2 separate regions of the Gossypium hirsutum genome follow, and region 2 is linked to region 1. The links are chromatin contacts, called in public Hi-C maps. All regions are on one chromosome and are shown on one strand. Each heading gives the region's core, a stretch centred on a gene start, on an enhancer-like site or on the middle of the called end of the contact. The rest is flanking DNA. Distances are from core to core; before and after follow the strand shown.

Region 1 (3,593 bases), core at 555-3,054:
TTGGAATTATTTAATATATAAATTAAAAACAATATAAATTAAAAAAAATCAGTCATATACTCAAAAAATTTTAAAATTATTTTAAATAATAGTATTTTGATTTTTTTCATTTAAATAAATAATTTTTTAAAATTTAAGTAATATTTAAAATAATTAGATAAAATTGAAATCTTGAAAATTATTTAAAATTTGAAATCTTTAGAATTTAAAATTATTTAATATATAATTAAAAAACAATCAGTCATATACACAAAAAACTTTAAAATTATTTTAAATAATAATATTTCAATTTTTTTCATTTTTAACATATATTTTTCTATGTTTTTACTCTCAAATTTTTTCAACGTGTCATTATTTTTTTGAAGAATTTAAGTATTCAATTAAAAATAAATTATTTTTTAATTAATATAAATAAACCAATTAAATAATAAATAGATAGATAAAATGTTTTTTGTGGCGTTTTTGATAAAGTGCCACTAAAGCTCGATCTATAGCTGCGTTTTTCAAAAAGCGCCGCTAGTGACACTAAAGCTCAACATAAAACGATGTGGTTTTGTTTAATTTTTTGCGGTGTTTTTCAAAAAGCGTCGCTAATACTCGATCTATAGCGGCGTTTTTTAAAAAGCGCTGCTAATGCCACTAAAGCTCAAACACGGTGTTGTGCTTAAATTTTTTGCGGAGTTTTTTGAAAAGCGCCGCTAATGGTCTACCTATAGTAGCACTTTTAAAAAAGCGCCGCTAATACTAGATCTATAGTGGCATTTTTTATAGCGACGTTTTTCAAAAAACACTGCTAGTTCTCAATCTATAAGGTTTTTTTTATCCAAAAACCGCTAAAAACCTGTTTTACTATAGGGTAATTATATGTATGTGTACATTATGAACATGATTAATAAGATATTCCTATGACTGAGTTTAGCTAAAATTTTAATATATAAAATATGAATTAATATATTATAGTATAAAGATATATATTATAATATAAATATAATAATTGTATATTATTATATCATGTAATGCTATATCGTATTTTAAAATTTAATGAAAAATTATAATATGCCTATACATGAAATTTATGATTATACTATTGAAAAAAATTTATTTGAATTTTGTATATTTGAATTAATGGTAATTTTGCATATTTATTATTATATATGATGATTATATTTTAAAAAATATAATTCATAACTAGAGTTTTTCTAAATTCATAATTTAACATAAAATTAATTATTAATTACTTTTATTGTTAATAAATCATTATTATATAATTATATTAATGTGCTTTTTGCTTTTTAGGTATAAATTTGAGGGTTATATTTTCAAATTTTAGATTAGTTTTATCTTCGGCCTTAACTAAATAGGTTAAAAGTTTGGGTGTTTTAAGTTTGAATCTTATTCAACTCATGTTTTCTTGAATTCTAAATATTTTAAAGCTTCAAAATTTTTTTTTTTGGATACTTTTATAATTTATGTTTAGGGTTTAGGATTGTCCTTCCCAATAATATCATTTTTAAGGCTATTGAAAATACGATGTATCTTACCACTACATTCAATACTTAATCCCTCAAAATTGTACTTTTTAAGTTGATATAGATTTGATCAAACTTAATATCAAATTGGCTCTAGCCAGCCTTCAAACTCAAGCCTATTTTATTATCTCTTGGTTAAAATAAAAAGGAAAAGAAAAAGGGCTTTCAAAGGAATGCCAATATAATCTCGACTCTCGAATTGCAATTTTCTTGGGCCTAGCCCATGTTAAATCATTTTCAATTAGGGGTAAACTTGTAACTTGCGCATGTTTCATGGAGATAGGCTGACAAAAATATGAAAAATAAGTAAACTGCATGGAGCTGAAGGGCAGGTAGGATTGCCCAATTCAAACAATTTTTTTTTCTTTTTTTAGACGAGAATGGATTCGCTTGATACGCTTGGTTCTTCTAGTAAGATGGTACGTTTTCATTTGGCTTAAATTTTTTTCAATTTTAACTGGTAATATTAATCTGAAAACTTACTCCCATTGGCAGAATGCCACAAAGAAGAAAGAACCCCAATTTATTTTCCTACTTTATCTGGCTGGATTATAAATCATACTACTTTATTTATTATTATTTTTTTTTGTATTCAAGGTATTTGAATGATTTGTTTTCTGATACCAAGTTAGTCTATCTTGAGTATGATTAAAAAATTTATTTTATGCTAGAATCTGAGGATTTCATGGTGACTTGTAAAAATTTACTTGTTAAATTGTCTATTGCTTTACACACTATTGATGTTCTAGATGCTAAGGAGAGTTTTAGCGTGGTTGGAGGAACTTTTTGTGATATGGGAGATTTGAATAGCCATGTCTGGTACATAATCCTTAGGCTACACAATAACAGAGAGATTCCTTTGTTGTGTAATAAATCCTTCAGCTACACAATTTGCTAAGCTTTAAAAAACCGATTTTTTTTGTCCTTCATATTACAATGAAAAACGTTTTTCTGTGGTTCTCAAGCAAAATAAAGTCAAATTTGCTTGAGATGGACATAAACATCCCTGTCACTGAGCCCTTTGTTTGAGACTATGGTGTATGTTCTTACTCCTGCATAACTCGTTCAAAATCTTCTTTCCTTGTTTCCTTAGTTTTTATTCATTTCTTTTTCATTTCTTCTTATTCCTAGTCAATAGCAAGCATATGAAGTTTGGTGGCAATAGCTCTCTGTCTTTTGACACAATCCATAAGATAATCCAATATACTGATGCCCTATGACAATTGTGTACCTTGGGAGCAGACAGAGGAATCAGATAACATAAACAATGTAATGGATGAGCTCTATCGAGAAGCAGGAATCACATTGTTGGAAGAACCAGATTCCAGTATGGAGCTTATGGATACGCACAGCGAGGATGAAGATCACATTAGAAAGATAAAGGAATTTCAGGATTACCTTCAAAAGGTATATATATACTTATTCCCACTTACCCCTTCTGTTTTTCATCTTTTAAAAGTTTTGGCATGTGAAAATTCTGTTAGTTCTTGGATTGTGTTTTGTTGGTAATTGTGTGGCTAGCAAACATGGATTCCTTTTATTGACGGGCAGAAAGAAGATTAGTGTAGCAGTATCCACGTTGATTAGATTACTGCCTTCTTTAGTTCAGATATGAACATTTTCAGCTTGGAAATATGTTTACTATAATGTTTTGAGTTTTGAACCCCTTGCTGATTCATGCTCTTTGAACTCAACCGGTACATTTCTGTTCATTGAGAAGGCTTAATTTCTTGTATCTTTCACAGTCCGTATTTTATATCAAAATTTGACTGCAATGATCTGGTTTTCTCAGGATGGGCATTATGTATGTATATTTTTAATATTGGGGCATATCTAGTTTTGCTTCTTGTGAAACAAATTGTGTAAATTAAAAACCTTCTACAACTTTTAAATAAGTCTAACCCTGAGGTTAACCTAGAGCTTGGTATGTTGCAGGTGAAGATAATGATTAAACCAGGTTGTTCAGAAGAAGTGTTGAAGGTGGCATTGAATTCCATGTCCTCGCTAGTAGGCATACTTGCTTTCATGTCATATCCAAAACACCGTTCCTTACTGTGAACAAGA
Region 2 (4,137 bases), core at 1,309-3,808, 460 kb after region 1:
AACACACACAAGTTTTTCTATGATGTAAATGTACCATAGTGTGCATATATTTTGCAGCTACCATTTGGGGTTTTCAATATAATTTCCATATGCTAATAAAAGGCTAAGGGTTAATACTTAGTTAATTAAACAAAATCAATACACACAAACGATAAAAAAGAAAAAATGAATACAAAGGTTAAGCAAAGGCATAATACCATGCAACCATCTGAAAATCAATTCTAGAATCTCATATTGAGATGCTTCTCTTGTACTTATCTTACAACATAACCACTGAGGAACAGTACACTTAATGTGATTTAAATAAACAAAGAACTACAGATCACTTCTTCAAAATCCTAAATTCAATCATATTCTACAAACATTTTCCCTATTTTTCAACATCTATCACTAGAAGAGTATCACTTTTCGGTCATAGTACCTAGTTTCTTAAAACTTTTAAATGAATTAGGGCATTTATGGTGTTAGAGGTGCAAAGAGCAAAATAAATAATTTCAAACAAGGAAAAAGGACCAACTTACTGAAATAATATACAAAAATTTCATTCCACTGTCTACTAGCACGCTGTTTGAAGATGTGGCAAAAGCCGACACAGCAGACACAAAGTGAGGTGACAGAGGCAAGTTCTCATCAACTTCCATGGAGTCAAAAACAGCCTTTCTAGCCCTCCTAAAATTCAACTCCAGAACTTCCTCAAGATACGGACGCAAGAGCACCAGAAGCAACTTCGAGAGTTTCAACCCTTGTGATTCCAGCAATAAGCAGTAGTTAAGGCTGTCCTGAACACAAATGCTAGCTGCACGTAGTGCAGAAATTGTCTCTGAAGGTGGTGCATTTTCCTTCACCAAACGTACAAAAAATTCAATTTCCCACTCTGCCCACTGAACAACTCTATTGGTATAGACAGGATTGTCGCCAAATATCAAACCAGATTCTCTTGTTGTCAATGAGATCATAGAAAAGACAAGCCTAGACAGTGCGGCAGGAAATGTCTTTGGACAGACAGAACATGAAGGAAGAAAAACCTCAATGTTTTTCTGCAGGCGGGAACCACGAGACTTCAGAAGTAATAATTGTGCTGAAGGACCTTTCCCAAGCTTAATTAAACCAGATAACGCCTTCTTTAGTTCATTAGCACTAACTGCAGGTAGTTCAGCAATCTCAGTAAGCTGATCCTCAAGCATTGCCTTCCTTTCTAGAAATGAAGACTTGTAGGAAGATGATTCAGTTGAAGAATCTCCAGAGAAATTTCTCTCTTCAGCCTCTAAAGCCTCCAGTGCTTCTTCAACTTTATGTTCAGCCAAAAGAACATCGATTTTCTCCAGGAATTTTTTCTTGGGATCATCCATTTCTTCCTGAACATCATCGACCTTAGGGTCTAGTGGTGGGTCATTAGTATCAGCATTTTCCTGGTTCCACTCTTCCAGTTCACGACACACCCCGGTCATTAGATCCTGCACAATAATCCCTTGAGAAGAGATATGCTTTCGTAGCTCAACCAACTCGTGCTCCATTTCAACAACTTCTTCAGACATTCTACAATTACCATTACAATCAAACTTACTCAACCGAAATAAATAAAACAATATTTAGAAACTTTTCAACTTGATTTTCATTTATCATAAAAAGGTAAATAGGAACAGTTTTATTTGACCTCAAGAAAGCCAAGTATTTTGTGCGCCTATTCCCACATAAGTTTTCCACAGCATCTTTCAAATCCAAAAGCTCACAGCAAAGTTTTCTGATCCCCTGCATTACCAAAATGTCCAAAATTACATATAAAGAATATGCGTCAAATCAGGAAATCATGGCTGAAAACAGGTAAATGCATGCATGCTTGTAAAAGGACGAACTAGGGGCAGGAAAAACAAGGGAAAAATAGTTTGTTTTTTTTTCATATTTGTTCCCCATTTTCCCAGAGTTTAATCAATAAAGCATATAAAATAATACAGAGATAAATTATCCATTTTTACTACGCCATCAAATAAATAAGTGATTTTGATATATTCCACTGAGTGCGAAGAATCCCAAGCAATGAAATCCCTGGGAATACCTTTCTTTCTTACTTCTAAGATAGAAAAACAAAGAAAACCAAGCTATAATTTTTCCCTGAAATTTGACTAGAACCCAAATTAAAGTAAAGAAATCCACAGTAAAAGAGAAAGTCGAGGTAGGGAAATGGGGAACAAAGCAGAGGAAAACCGAGAAGTTTGAATCCAAGATCTAAAATGCAAAAACATTTTAACAAAGACTGGGAAACAATCAAACAAAAAGAAGACCTTTTCAGTATGGGATTGGTGAACAGAATCAATCTTGGACTGGGGAGTGATGCTCTCAATGGAAGGGAAGTCATCATCTTCTTCACTGCTCTCCATCATTCAATCAAAGAGTAAAACAGATACTGTGAATTATTGGTTTTAATGAGAGAGTTTGAGAAGTAGCATCATATCGTTTATCGCGAGGAGGGAGGGCTGACTAAGGACCAAACTGCAAAAAGCAACATGTTAATATGCTGTTGCCTTTTGCTGCCACTTTCCAACATGTTTAGTCTTTAATCTCTTTACTTTTCTATCTATATTTTATTTATATCGGATATCAAATTAACTTTTATTCTTTGAAAATAATATACATTAACAAAGGTAAATTAGCTCTGTAGTCAGACAGCCGTCTTAGCTCAGCCGGTAGAGCGCGTGGCTTTTAACCACGTGGTCGTGGGTTCGATTCCCACAGACGGCGAAAATCTCATACTTCCTATAATTTTTCAGTTTTCCTTTACTCCATCATCATCACTGCTTGTCCTTTATTTCTTTTTTGACCACTCGATTAATTAATTACTATTGTATTTTGATTCATTTCGGTTAAATACAATTAAAATTGACTTGTCAATTAAAAATTAATATAATAATAAATTTAGTCTTTCATATTTTTATATTTTATATTGATTTAATCATATTTTAAAAAATAATAATCCTCAACCCTTCTTCATCTTTCCTCTGTTGCCATTGCTCCTCTTTCCTTTCTCTACCGTTGTATGCTTGGACTGTTACCGCCTATCAGTAACTTTTACGAGTCTATCAACAGCATTTGAGCTCACGAAGAAGGCATACGGTCGAAACTAGAGGTGATCATGGGTCGGGCCGGGCCAAGATAAAATTTTAGGCCCGGGCCCGGCCTGGCCCAAAATATGGGCCTAAAATTTTGTCCAAGTCCTACCCGAAATAAAATTACTAAGCCCGAGCCCGGCTCGGCCCGGCCCATATTAATTTTTTTTCTTATTTTATTAAATAAAAAAATTTAAAAATATAATAAATCAAATATATTTAAAAACATAAAAACAAATATTAAAACAAATAAAAATAATACTAAAACAATTCTTAAAACAATACATAAATTAACAATATAATAAAAAATAGTTATATTAAAAATTTAAAATAATTTTAAAAAATAAAAAAATATATATATTAATCCGGGCCTCGTTTTTTTGCCCAAGCCCATTTTTCGGACCTATATTTTTACCCAAACCCTCCCATTTTTTAAGCGGGCCTTCGGGCTGGACCGGACCGCCCGGCCCATGATCAGCTCTAGTCGAAACATACACCATATAAAAACACATGTTTCTTTCTTAATGATTAGAGAGAAGAATTAGAAGCCTCAGTGGTCTACTGTTTCCCTGATTTTGATGCATTTCAGAAGAATAAAAAATAAATTAAATAAAAATGGCAGAAAAAATATAGATTGAGAGTTGATATATGCTTTTGCTAAGCCAGACTATCATACCCTTCTCATCTGCATTTTAGGTTCTTTTCTATTTTCGCCTTCTTGTATTTTTTTCAGCTTTTTTATTTTTTCTTTTTTTGATCAATTGGCATTTTTTAGCTTCGGGAGTTAAAATGATTGGATCTTTATTTGAAGCTAGTTTGATTTTCAAGGAAGGAGAAGAGAGATGAAGTTGATTTTTTTTTAAATTATAACTAAATTAATAAAAATATGTAAAAGTTGAGAGTTAAATTTATTATTATACTAATTTTTTAATTGTTATATCACCTCCCATAAAATACTTATCGTCACTTTAATGAAAAAAATCTCAATTAATTATGTAATCAATTTAAAATTATTTATAATTTGATCAGAAAAAAA

What was found. A called contact is a pair of places that touch in the nucleus more often than the background predicts.
Region 2: a contact with region 1 is called in a Hi-C map of leaf, with 2.6 times the contacts expected there. The contact joins the promoter of LOC107961856 here to the promoter of LOC107963395 in region 1. A contact is called at or near these places in 3 of 34 Hi-C or Micro-C datasets (callus and leaf).

The regions. Positions count from the first base shown.
Region 1 is chrA06:111,160,634-111,164,226 of Gossypium_hirsutum_v2.1, forward strand. LOC107963395 (pyrophosphate--fructose 6-phosphate 1-phosphotransferase subunit alpha) reads left to right here and starts at 1,805. Exons shown (of 3, transcript XM_016899930.2): 1 at 1,805-1,948; 2 at 2,772-2,936; 3 at 3,465-3,593. The coding sequence starts at 1,910. The coding sequence ends at 3,587.
Region 2 is chrA06:111,621,887-111,626,023 of Gossypium_hirsutum_v2.1, forward strand. It overlaps LOC107961856 (exocyst complex component EXO84C), which reads right to left and starts at 2,559. Exons shown (of 7, transcript XM_016898019.2): 1 at 2,280-2,559; 2 at 1,655-1,749; 3 at 522-1,536. The coding sequence starts at 2,378. TRNAK-UUU (transfer RNA lysine (anticodon UUU)) reads left to right here and starts at 2,664; the gene lies at 2,664-2,736.